Linked DNA regions of Zea mays: region 1 is linked to region 2. The links are chromatin contacts, called in public Hi-C maps. All regions are on one chromosome and are shown on one strand. Each heading gives the region's core, a stretch centred on a gene start, on an enhancer-like site or on the middle of the called end of the contact. The rest is flanking DNA. Distances are from core to core; before and after follow the strand shown. Region 1 holds the start of LOC100281180 (gamma-glutamyltranspeptidase 1). Region 2 holds the start of LOC100275876.

Region 1 (6,303 bases), core at 2,423-4,922, 650 kb after region 2:
TGGGGAGGAGGGTGGGGCGGAGGAGAGGGAGGCGTGCGTCGCGGAGAGGAGACGATGGCAGAACCGTGCACCATACGGATGTGGACGCCTACACTACCATCTTAAGGAGTAGTATAGATTTAGCCGTCATGACAAATAGAAGAGGCAATAGAGGACCCCATATCAGACCCTATTAACTAAGCAAATTGCTTCCTAGGAGTACCATTGAGCGAAACAAAAGAACTGCCATAGCTCAAAAGCTTTAAAACCCAATTAATCCACTTGCTAGGGAAACCAAGACTAGCCAGCATAGCAGTAATTGTGTCGTGTTCAATAGAGTTGAAAGCCTTTTTGAAGTCTAGCTTTAGAATCACCACTTCTCTTTTAGACTGCTTGCATTGGTAGATGTACTCAAAGGTACAAGAAAGACAGTCCTAGATGGATCTCCCCTTAATGAAACCATATTGTTTTTGGTGCACGATTCTCATAACCGTTGATTGAACCATGTTGGCCATGAACTTGGACAGGAGTTTCACTATAGAGTTAAGAAGAGAGATGGGCCTAAAATCCACATGTCCGACACGATTCTGTATTTTGGGGATAAGAGTATTGAAAGAACTATTTATGACCTTGCTATCTAGTTCTCGTAGGAACAATTTTTATCACTTAAAAAGATAGCTGGCTCATATCTATGATTGAAAATTAAAGTTAGATGTGATCGTTATACCATCTTTTAAATTCCCATCCCCTACTCTCATTCAGCTATATTTCTCGTATGTCTGACCCTTGTATTTTGGATATAAGCTTGCTACGAGTGGCGGCGGCATAGAGGCCAGATGACAGTTGAACTTGCACATGATGGCACTCGGATGCAGAAGCATTAGCGGCATGTAGGCAAGACGAAACATCATAGCGGGTACAGAACGGTGCGAAAGCGCGAGGGTGAAGATTTGGCAGAAGTCAAGGCGTGCACGTGACTGCTTGCCCAAGCGCGAGGGTTGATGCAGAGCTGGGCATTGGCGACACGATTTTAGTGTGTGTGGAAAACCGTTCAAGATAGAATCTGCATGGATGGAGAGAGGATTGAAGAAGTACAATGGAGAAGACAATATGAGGACGTAGTGTGTTACAATCAATGAAGAACATAAGGTCTCTTTGGTTTCCTACCTTAGATGTTGCAACATTCCTAACCTTAGTCGCTTGAATTGTAGAACAAACCTTAAATAAAAAAGTTAGGCAAGTTGTGGCGGCTTAGGTAGAAAACCAAACAATCTACTGCGTTATGATCTATTACGGGTGTGTTTGGTTAGGTATTGGCTATGAAAAGTAAAAAACTACCTAAAGGTAGAGTGGAAACACATACATACTTATAGAAGAAAAATGCTTCCTACCCTATTCGGTTGTGGGGTAAAAAAAGGTTTCCCAAAATTATCTACTTATCGCAACTCATAGCTCAAACAAACAAACTGTAAGGGTATTTGGCATTTGACCTCCATGTTGGTCGCTCCTACATTCTCATGTTGGTAAAAATGCATAAACTTGGGAATTCATCTCCCATTAGCAGCAAATATATAGAAATCTTTGTAAGAGTGGCTTTTGAGAATATGTCAATTCATAAAAATAGCATTATGTCATAATGTTTGAATTTAATAGGATTGGCCTGTTTACTTAACAATAAAATCCAGAATAAATCTCGAAGGTCTTTTTTGGAACCCCTAAAGCTAAAAGTTAGCCAACTAATAAATTATTAGTTGAGTTGAGCTAGTTAATGAATTAATTGTTAGTTGTGAGTTAGCTAATAATTAGTTGTGTATTAGCTAGGGGTGTTTGAAACCTCTACAACTAATTTTAGCCCCACTGATTGACGTTGTAATGAGGTGAAGTCATTTTTGTCCTAAAACTTTGATGTGAAAGCCATGGATAAGATTGATGTTGTCCTGAATATTAAGCTGGTAAAAATGAAAATGGAATTACTCTTATGCAATCTTATTATGTTGAGAACATCTTAAACTACTTTGGCTATAAAAAGCTACAAGTTTTCTCCGACACTATATGATCTTATTAGTCCAATTCTTCGAAATAATAAAGGATTAGAAAGAGATCGACTGAGGTATTCTCAGATAATTGGTTCATTCATGTACTTAGCTTGTGCTAGCCAACCTGATATCTCCTTTGTGATTAGCAAACCGAGACAAATTATTGTAGATCTAGGCGATGATCATTGACATACATTTGAGAGAGTTACGCACTGCTTGAGTGGTATTCTCATGTTGCATTTGTTTTCATTGTTCATCTATGTAAGATCTAAGATATTAGATTTCTCTTGTTTCACTTATTTTGGGGTAGTTGTAGCAGGCCGGAGCGAAGCCAGATCAGTTACCCGCTGTCAGACAACTTTGTGATTCCTGTCCACCTTAAAGTTGGTCAGGAATTTCGCTTGTGCTTCCTTGATCACCTACTCTTTGTGTTCCTCAAACTCTTGCTGATCTTCGACTGATAGAGTCTCCATAGTCGGCTTGATGATGTTATTTGGAGAGACGTCGGAATTATCCTTTGAACTGACCATTGGGACGATCTGATACTCTATGTGGTTCCTCCAGCGGAGTCGTGAAAAAGTGTGTTGCCGCCGATCTGACGTCAATCACTACGAGGTGTACCGGCGGCGGTGCCCTTATGGCAGCCAGTGGCGGCCCTGAGGGTGGGGCGGAGGGGCTGCCTCCCCGGGCCCCCAATTATATAGGGCCCCGAACCTAGTTATACATTCAGTAATTAGACTATGAGACACAATAGCTTAATAGTGAAATGTCGAATAATTAGCAGTCACGAAGCGTTCACAACCCGGTCGTATTTAAACATGTTAAAAGAACTTTTAAGATAATACTATAATATGTATCTTTTTATTTATTTGTTGCTTGGTATGAACATTTTTAGATGTGTCTTGAGTTTATATATTGGTACCATTTTTATATAACAATAGTTTGATGGGCCTCTATTTTAAATTTGCACTGGGCCCCTAAAACCTCCGGTCCGTCGCTGATGGCAGCACGGACGGTCCGCGGCATAGGGTCGGACGGTCCACGACCTGCAGCAGGGAACTGAGTCTTCTCTGCGTCGAGCCGGACGGTCCGCGTGTGCAGAGACGGCGGCGTTCGCCAACATCACCTGGATCTGACCCCAAGACCAAGAGGGGTCCGTCAGGGAGGAGAGGTCATAGAGTTTGTTTTGGGATCGGTAGGTCATCCAAGACGTCTCTAAACAATATAGAGTCAAATAGGGGTGGAGATCAAGGTGAAGAAGTGTCTACTCATAGAGTAAAAAGTAAAGAACGGAAGGTATATTAATTTTAGTTCGATTTTGGTTGTTCAATCAACCGTACATCTTTAAATATATAAGAGAAGGTCTGTAGCCGTTCTTAGTCGTCCTCCATTAACTCTTATAACTTTATAAAAATAAACACACGTAAAGATATAAGTTAATTCGACTGATATGATCTATCCACGAATTGTCCGCAAGCGTAGACCGGACTATCCGGTCGGTCCAGCCGATCGCGGCCGGTGCCACAAACCGTGCTCAGCAATACAAAATAATCAAAATCTGAGATACAGCCCACAGAATAAAACCGGTAACTCGTCCTTCCAATCAATATAGCCATCTAGGAGTAGGCTTTGCTCATAGGCTCCCTCTACTCTCGTTCTCCCGCGCCATGGCGGGTAGGTGCCCAATCTTTCGGTCTTTCCTTCTGGACGGTGTATTCGTAACACTATCCATTCATTTTTTTCTAAGCCTTCCCCATCTTGAGCTCTGCAGCCCGACGTCTCCAACTCCAATGGGAGCCAGTCAGCACCGCCGCTCTCCTCCTCTTCCTCCTACTCGCCGCCGCGGGAGCGGCTGCTGCCTCGGCAGCGCCAGCGGGGCGCAGGGAGGCGGTGACGTCGCCGCACGGCGCCGTGGCGGCGGACGACTTGCGGTGCTCGAGGATCGGCCGGGACGCGCTCCGCGAGGGCGGCAGCGCCGTGGACGCGGCTGTGGCCTCCGCCTTCTGCCTCGGCGTCGTCAGCCCGGCCTCCAGCGGCGTCGGCGGCGGCGCCTTCATGCTCGTCAGGCTCGCCGACGGCACGGCCGTCGTGTACGACTCCCGCGAGACCGCGCCCCTCGCCGCCTCCAGGGTGAGTTAAGATCGTGCTTATATTTATCCTTTCTATTCGGACCTTACGTCCTTACCTCTGCTCTAGTAAATTGTCTTCACTTATTCCTCTGCAGCAACTCATTCTCTATACATAAATACTCCTTCCGTCTTAAAATATTAATCATCATAGCTATTAGTTTTTTATTCTATATTTAAATAGATGATAGAACACATACATTAATTATTTATTAATATATTAAAAAGGTAAAATAAATTTTAATTTGAGACGTAGAGAGTAATATATTAAAAATATATTTTATTTGAATTTTTTATCCGTATGTATGTATCATACTTTCAGATATTTTATATATGTGTTATTTAAAGTATTAAAATAAATAGAGAAAAGAAAAAAACTCAATTATATAATAAATAGACACCTTTTTATCTAGAGAACGGTGCTGGACAGAAAAGCGAATCTCTCTTGGATTTAAAGAGGAGCCTAGAGCCAGTAAGCTACACCGCGTGTCTGCGTGTGCGAGCGGTGGTCAAAGCACTGCCGTACTGGCAGGAATTTGCGAGCGATTTTTATTTGCGCTTGCCCATAGGAATATGTTTTTAATCTGGTCTTTGTTAGCACTTAGAGCATGTAACTGACGGTTTTCTAAATATTAGAGACAGATAAAAGACCGTATAATATAATCCTAAACTTATAAATAATAAATATAGTTAATACACAATATTTATAAAGAGTCACGTAAAGACGACCTCTTCTATAGTTAATACACAATATTTATAAACATGTTTCTTGATTTTTTTCACTAGAGACAGCTCAGAAGCCCTCCTATTCAATTAGGTTGTACATACTTTAACAGTTCGTCGATAGATGACAAAAAAAAATATTATAAGAGTTAGTTTAAGAACTTTATTTTTATAAAAGATTTTTATTTTTCTAAGGGAAATTAGTTTATTTTTTTGGAAAATAGGAATCCTTGAGAAAATATTGTTCATAAACTAACTATTATGAAAGTAAACGATTGGAGCAAGACCTGCCAGTAGAGCAGGTAGGTGGTTCACATGGTTGTTGCTTAAGGAAATTGCATTTCGGTTGCGAATTAAAAGAGAAAATTGCATCGGTTTTTTACTTGCAAAGGACAGGCATTGTCTTCGGCGTAGCAGCCATGACAGTGCTATTGTATTCGCCGTAGCAGGCGGGAAGAACACGAGGCAACAGTACAGATTTCATAGTTTTTTTCCCCAATAGAAACAGAATATTGTAGATATCCTGTACTTTCCAAACGCCTCATCAAAGGGACAAAAAAACGTGTCCCTGTTCTCCTCTCTTGCCGTGTGGAAAGTGCTTCGGGCGCGCTTTCATCCACATCTTGGTGTCCCCCACTCCCCCTACAGTGTTGCTGCGCTGTAGTGTCGGACTCTGGACCGCTGGCGAGCAACGGGAATCGGGAAAGCCGAAACGAATACCCATAGGGGTTTGATGGTTACAGTACAACATCGCCCATAGCAACTAGCGTTCCTTTTAGGCCATTGTCAGTATCAGTTTCATCATAATTTCATTTTTATTAAATTAGATGACATCTCATCATATTTAATGATATGATATAGTATTTATGATGAGAAAGATAGAGAGAGAGGGTTTCATCTAGATAAAACTTAAAATACATAGTTTCATATATAAAAGTTGATATATCACTCAATTCCTGTGCACTGGCGTGCAGGCATGTTTGGGGGTCACATCGTATCACAGATTCACAGCGCCGTGCATAGCAGGCCAGAGGCTTTTCCTTCCCTAAAGTTGTCTTTAAGCTCAATCCATTATACTTTTCTCATATTTTTCGGAGCTATAAGTACTTTTTTTTTAAATTATCTATCGTGCGTTTAGATTCTCCTACATCCTATATGCTCCAGCGCAGCTTTTTTTTCGCTGTTACGCTTTAGTTTTTGTTTTTCGTTTGGACGACACTATTGAATTATGTCGTCATCGACACACCAATGTACCGAACATCAATTCTTTAGCTGTTAGGTTTTGTTTTTTTCTCTTTCTAAATTTTGAAATGGAGACAAAGAGAGAAGACTGTGTCCAACAGGTTACCTATATAGTCACAAAAAACACCGTTTTGCATTGTATACCGCACTGTTCGCAGTGTGAAATTTAGAATAGTGAGAGCACCCAGAGAGCGTGA
Region 2 (6,752 bases), core at 3,733-6,232:
GTGATTAGATGCCCAACACATATTGTTTTAAGATGATGAGTGCCAAGTATTAAAGAGATGCAAATAAAGAATAAAGGTAAGATCTAGACGCTTAGTCAATTGCTTTATATGCTAAACTCTCTTGTCTAAGTGCCAGGGACTCAGCTAAGTAAAGGCCAAAATAGTCAAAGGAAGACAAACAAAGGATCAAAGAAAAGGTGCTGACTGCGCAGCACCGGACGGTCCGGCGCCGTTCACCGGACAGTCCGGTGCACGGTCTGCAAAAACTCGTCGCTCTCGGGTTTTTCTCTGGCCACGTCAGCTATAAATCATCGGACAGTCCGCGCGAGGCGCCGGACAGTCCGGTGCTCCAACCGTGCAACGGCTACCTGCCACATCGATAAGAGCCAACGGTCATATGGCGCACCGGACGGTCCGGTGACCCATAGAAAAGGAAACCAGCCAATCAGGGGATTCTCTACCGCGACATGGGCTCGTACTGTTCACAGTCCGGTGTGCACCGGACAGTCCGGTGCACCTACAAACAGAAGGCAAGAATTGCCTACCAAATGGAGCTCCAACGGCTTCTAGCTGCCTTGGGGCTATAAAAGGGACCCATAGGCGCATGGAGCACAACACCAAGCCTCCATTGAACATTCTAAGACGCCTAGACTCTGCAAACGCGCATTCGAATCATTGTGTTTGAGATTTGAGCACTTCTTGAGTCGTGAACTCCCTGCGTTGTGTTTGTGTGCTCATCTCTTGACTTGTGTGCGTGTGATTGTTGTGATTCTAGTTCTTGCGTGTGTTTCTTTCTCTCCCTTACTCTTGTGGCTTTTGTTGTGATAAACATTGTAAGGGTGAGAGGCTCCAACTTGTGGAGATTCCTCACAAACGGGAAAAGACTACTAAGGAAGAAAACTGCGGTACTCAAGGTTGATCATTTGATCACTTGAGAGGGATTGAGTGCAATCCTTGACCGAAGGAGGTCACCATAATGTGGAGTAGGCATTGGCCGAACCACGAGATAAAATCACCGTGTTTCGTGTCTCCTTTTAGTGTGATTGGTTTTTCTTCTAGAGTTCTTGCTTAATCACTTATGCTATTGTTCCAAAGTTGAATACTCATCCTAAAGGAACAATCAAGTGAAGAGTTCTCTCTTTAGCAACTTGGTTTTAATCTTACAAACATTTCATAACCAAGTTTGGGTTATTTAGTGTTGAATTTTACAGGATCACCTACTCACCCCCTCTAGGTGCTCTCAGCCCTGCTGTTGCTATATGTGGTTTTGGGTGTTGAGATAAACTTGACACATGATCATTCTTTATTATTACTATTGATTATTTATTGTTCATGATAAGATTACTGTGCTAATTTGAACAAGGAGAACCACCCAGGAAAACAGTGCTACCACAAGGGTGGAATGAGACACCCTTGGTCAATTAATTAGGAAAGCTAGGGAGAGATTACCTTACCTAAAAGGGGAAAGCGAGGAGGCGTCGCTGCGGACACTACAGGAATCCTAACGATTCCCATCGACCAGGTTAATTCCCATCGGCCAGGGAAAAAGCCGACGGGGATAACGTGACGCCGGTCGGCTAACCCTTAACTCCCGTCGGCCAGAGCTCAGGCCGACGAGGATTACCTTAACTCCCGTCGGCCAGAGCGTAGGCCGACGGGGATTACCTTAACTCCCGTCGGCCAGAGCTCAGGCCGACGTGGATTACCTTAACTCCCGTCGGCCAGAGCGTAGGCCGACGGGGATTAGCGTTTTATGAGCAGGGGTGAGCTAATCCCCATCGGTTCACCAGACCGACGGGAGTTGAAGCTTATCCCCGTCGGCTTGTACTTGGCCGACGGGGATTACTTATTTCTGTCAACCGCCGTCTGGAATAAGGTTATCTCCGACACCTGATGGCCATCAGCTTTGGACCAACGGGAGTTAGCGAGTTACCGACGGGAATTAGTTATTCCCGTCGGTTTATAGGTTATTCCTGTCGGTTTTTAGCCGACAGGAATTAACTAGATTCCTGTAGTGAGAGTATAGGGAGGTTCTCGGGTCGGACTGTCTGTTTAGCTTTCCGGACGGGGGATTCCTATGCTTCCTTCTTCCTAAATCCGTAGCGGGGTTTTTTTCGAACTAGTGGAACTTTGGAAAGGCTTCATAGTGCTACCCTGCCTCATCCCCTCAGTAGAGATGAATGGGACTTCAAGACCCCTTGGCAAATGGGTAGCATGGCTTGTGGGTAAAGATGTGCAACCTCTGCAGAGTGTAAAACTGGTATATCAGCCGTGCTCACGGCCATGAGCGGCTCAGACACTCATATGATTAATTTATGAAAGTAAATTTAATTTGTCATTTACATCGCATTGTGGTTTATTATTAATTTTGATCTACTATTACTTTGGGTTGGTATATACTTACATTTAGTAACTGCTAATAAAATTTGACCCACTTATTAAAAGCAATGCTCAGCGCCTTTAACCATTATTTATTGATCAGTCTTACACTTCACATGAGCTCCCATCTTTGGTGAGTTTATGCACATTATTCCCCACAACTTGTTGAGCTATAATCTTTTGTGAGCTCACCCTTGCGATATATAAACCTCCCACAGGTGAAGAGCAGGTAGTTCGGGAGGAGGTCTACAACGAGGAGTACGAGCTTATCTAGGTGGCGTCTCCTAGTCAGCTTTGTAGCGCCAAAGAATAATTATTAGTTCGCTTTATTGTTATCATTTATTTTTGTAAGACACTTACGCTATGTAATACTCCCTCCGTTTCTTTTTATTTGTCGCTGGATAGTGCAATTTTACAATATCCAGCGACAAATAAAAAGAAACGGAGGGAGTAATATTTGTGACATTTATCTCTATGCACTTGGTCATTATATGTGTTGTTTTTCTTCGGCGCACATATGAGACGTACCCAGCTTTATCCCTTAAATTCGGGTGTGATATATGTTCCTCAACAGAATCTATGTGATTAGTTTGATAAGTATGGAAACATAGTTATCTCGCTTGAATTAATCATAAACACCACATCACAATCCCTCTGTTGCTATAAGGAAATATATAATCTCACTTGAATTAATCCTAGAACCATCCGTATCACATGGTTGGGTCGTCTGATCTTCCTAGATGTGGTGCTCAACAAACGGAAACGAGCATGCTGTGCTGCCCCTGCTCCCGGTGGAGAAAACACACGAGAACTCGCGACGACGCGCGCGGTAGCATTGCTTTGCGACCCGCCGCACTCGTTCAGGCACTGAGCCGAGCGTTTCCAGCCCTAAGTGTACATACAGAACAGAAGTATATGTGTATATTTGGGCCGGGTCTGATGGGCCGGCCCGAAGCACGGAAAAAAGCACGGCACGACACAACACGAAATATTTTAGTGCCGGGCCGGCACGGTCCGATATATCGGACCGGGTTTGAGCCGAGGTCGCGGCCCATGGGCGGACACGAGCACAACCCGTTTAAGGCAGGCACGAAATGACCCATATAGAGGCACGAAAAGGCCCATATATTTATTAAAATCACACTTCATTCCATAATTTCATGTACTTGATAAAGAACACAAAGCTATAGATAATATTAGTTACATGTTTTTTGTAGCTTTGAAATAGAGTATGTGATGTAATTTTATTTTTGTTATGAACATTAGATAATAAACTGAACTTACGAACTTTATATAGAGCTGATTATACTCTTTTTCTTTCTAACAAAAATGATTTATAAACGAGGTAGTCATTGCATAGCCCTAGTAACTTAATACAAATATTAAGTTTGTTTTTGATCAAATTTATTTGTCTTATCTTTTATTTGTTTTATTAAATTTGTTTTGAATTTCGGGCTCTGACGTGAATTTTGGGCTTTCGGGCCAAAAATTGAATTTCGGGCCCTAATATTAATTTCGGTCTTTTATAATTTCGGGCCGCCTAAAATAAGCCCTACACGTTTAAGCAATTACGGGTCGAGCCGTGGACCGGCCCGACACGGCCCAAAATTCAAACGTGCCGAGCCGACACGAAATTTCAAAGAATGCGGGCCTTTTGGGCTTGGACCGGGCCGAGCAGCCCGAATGTACATCTATAAACAGAAGTGCGTGGATGTCGGCTTGCAAGGTGCGGCAGCGTGTCCATTCGACCGGCATTCGCCTTTCATTGGCATGCATGCATCTCTGTACAAGTATTTCTGTAGCACAAAACCGACTGCGCCCTACAACACGGTAGGCAGCAGAACTGCGCGCTCAAACGGTCAAACCTCAAAGAGAAGAGAAAAAAAAAGTGGTAACGAAAGAAGAAGAAGAAAAAAAAAATAAAGCGAAGGAGCAGATTAGAGAAATGGAGAGGCGGAGGAAACAAAGCGAGAGAATCGACACTTGACGAGAACTCGCCACGGACGCACACTCGGGATCAGCTAGCACTTGTTGTGGATGGGGTCGGAGCCTCTGCGGACGCGGCGCTTGCTCATCCTATCGGGGTCGAACACGGCCGACGGAGGAGGGGAATACGAGGCGCCGCCGGCAACCGCGGGCGCCTTCCAGCTGGCGGACGCGTCGTCGAGCCTGCTGGCCCTGGCGCTGCTTGCGGCGGCGGCGGCGGCGGCAGCGTCATCGTCGCTCGCCGCCTTCCTTGTTGGCTGCTCGGCTGCCGCCGGTGGCGACGAGGCGCCCCGCCGGTTGCTCGTCTGGTCGGCGAGAGTGGCCGCCGGGACTCTGACGGCAGAGATCTCGGGGGTGCAGCTTAGGAGAGCAGCAAGGACAAGAGCTGGCAGCGTGAGGGCGAGGGCTCTCATTCTCTCCTCCCTCTCTCGCGCTCCCTTGCGACCAACGATGGACGGATGGAGGTGGATGCCGCCGCGCGCTGCCGACGTGACGTGACGTGCCTATCGCACCACGAAGCTTATTATGATTAGCTTTGCGGCAGGGGTAGCGTGCGGGCAGCCGAAGCTTCGACGGCCATGTCTGTTGCCTGTTGGTTTGCAATGCCGGCCGGCTTGCATTGTGCGCCTTTGTTCCGGCGGTAGATATAGGGGGGGCCACCCCCTCTGTCCCTCTCTCTCGTCTAGCACGCATCTGTATCAGAGAGACAGACGGGTGAGGCTGTGAGTGAGATCTCGCGGTGGTCCAAAAGCAAAAGGAGACAAAGAGAGGGGAGGGCCGGAGGGGGCAACACCCAACAAGGCAATACGTCACTTTTTGCATACCTGAGGTGGTGAGCTTGCTATGCCTATGTTACTATGTATCAATGTATGTAGATAAATCCATGGGGTGGCCGGGCGGGCTAGCTTGCGACGTAGTGGTAGTAGGCGCGCGCGCGCGCACACACACATCACTCACTCACTGGGTGACGAAGAACGTGTACGCGAAGAAAAGAAGAGACAAGAGAGTACTAGGGTAGAGTGCGTGCAGTTGTAGTTTTGTGTGCTCGTATTACAGTGGCCTTGTCCACTGCCGAATTTTTTGTATTTTAGCCTCTAAACTGAAGTAAAATCACGTTTAAACCTAAAAAAATTTTAAATACAGTTTTGGACCCTTAGCTCGGCGCCATAGGCCGTGGCGCCGAGCTGCGCCGAGCTGTGACGTGGCCGCAACGGCTAGTTGCGTCTAGGGCTTACCTGGCTCTGACGTGGCGGCGGCGCGGCCTCGTAGCTCGGCGCCACAGATCTTGGCGCCGAGCTACGAATTCCTATAAAAACGCCCGCGCGGCTGGCCGAGAGCAGCTCATTTCGTCCCATTTCCAAACTTCGTCAAAATTTCCTGGATTCAAAGATTTGAGTTGGTTCACTTCGTAGGCCAAGGTATGATTTCCAACTGATTCGTTTTGTATATTGGGTTGTTAGTTAAATAATTTGTATACACCTATTATATTATCATTTCGAATATTAGTTTGTGTAGACTTATTATAAAGCATAATAGGTACAAGTGATAATTATAATCGTTTATTAGATGAAAGACATGTACCGAGAGGCGTTGTGGCAGAAGAGAGGTCGTCCTCGGGAGTTATATCCGGACGTATCTAGTAAGGATGCTCCTGTTCCTCCTGAACTCCCCGTGCCTAACTGTGACTGTGGCAGACTAGCTTGGGTACATCAATCACAACATCCAGACACGGCTGCTCGCTGCTACTACCTTTGTGGCACTTTGGACGTACGTAGCTTATGACTTGTCACTTAACTTTGTTCGCATTCATTTTTTTGTAGATATGTAATAGTGCATCTTTCCATTATTTTAGGGACATCAGAAGTGTTTCTTTTTCCAGTGGATCGATGGTCCTGATAAATTTGACCCTCGATATCTTCTTTTCGTTAATTGGTTGAGTGGAAAGACCAGTCATGAGCGTTTTAAGCGTTGGGTACCTCCTCCCCCGAATCCTCCACCAATGACGGATGCGGAGAAGGAGGTAGCAACAGAAAGACGGATGGACTCACCGCCTCGATGCAATTGTGGAGACCGTGCTGTCATCGACGAAGACTATGACAAGCAGTTCTGTTGTCCGAACATTGATTATGTGAGCCCATTGATACGCTAAATGTATGAACTAGTTTTTATTTACAATAAATTACTAATTTTTTCTCCTGCAGCCATACGGGTGGCGTAAGTGTCGTTTCAGAGAGTGGTTGTATGGTCCTTTGTCCCATTGGCCAGAGCCAGAGGTAAAGGAAAAGAGATACATGGGGTGGGCGGCAGAAGAGGTCAAATTTGATCCAGTACTCTGCAAATGCGGTATTGAAGCTAAGTATGGATTAGTTCCTTCGGAGCTTGGTGTT

The links. A called contact is a pair of places that touch in the nucleus more often than the background predicts.
Region 1: a contact with region 2 is called in a Hi-C map of endosperm, with 2.8 times the contacts expected there. The contact joins the promoter of LOC100281180 here to the promoter of LOC100275876 in region 2. A contact is called at or near these places in 3 of 25 Hi-C or Micro-C datasets (endosperm, leaf and leaf mesophyll).

Annotation. Positions count from the first base shown.
Region 1 is chr2:44,588,529-44,594,831 of Zm-B73-REFERENCE-NAM-5.0, forward strand. LOC100281180 (gamma-glutamyltranspeptidase 1) reads left to right here and starts at 3,673. Exons shown (of 7, transcript NM_001154099.2): 1 at 3,673-3,689; 2 at 3,787-4,145. The coding sequence starts at 3,683. LOC103648594 (a long non-coding RNA gene) reads right to left here and starts at 84. Exons shown (of 8, transcript XR_004856190.1): 1 at 1-84.
Region 2 is chr2:43,936,422-43,943,173 of Zm-B73-REFERENCE-NAM-5.0, forward strand. LOC100275876 reads right to left here and starts at 4,983. Exons shown (of 1, transcript NM_001149841.2): 1 at 4,097-4,983. The coding sequence starts at 4,778. The coding sequence ends at 4,401.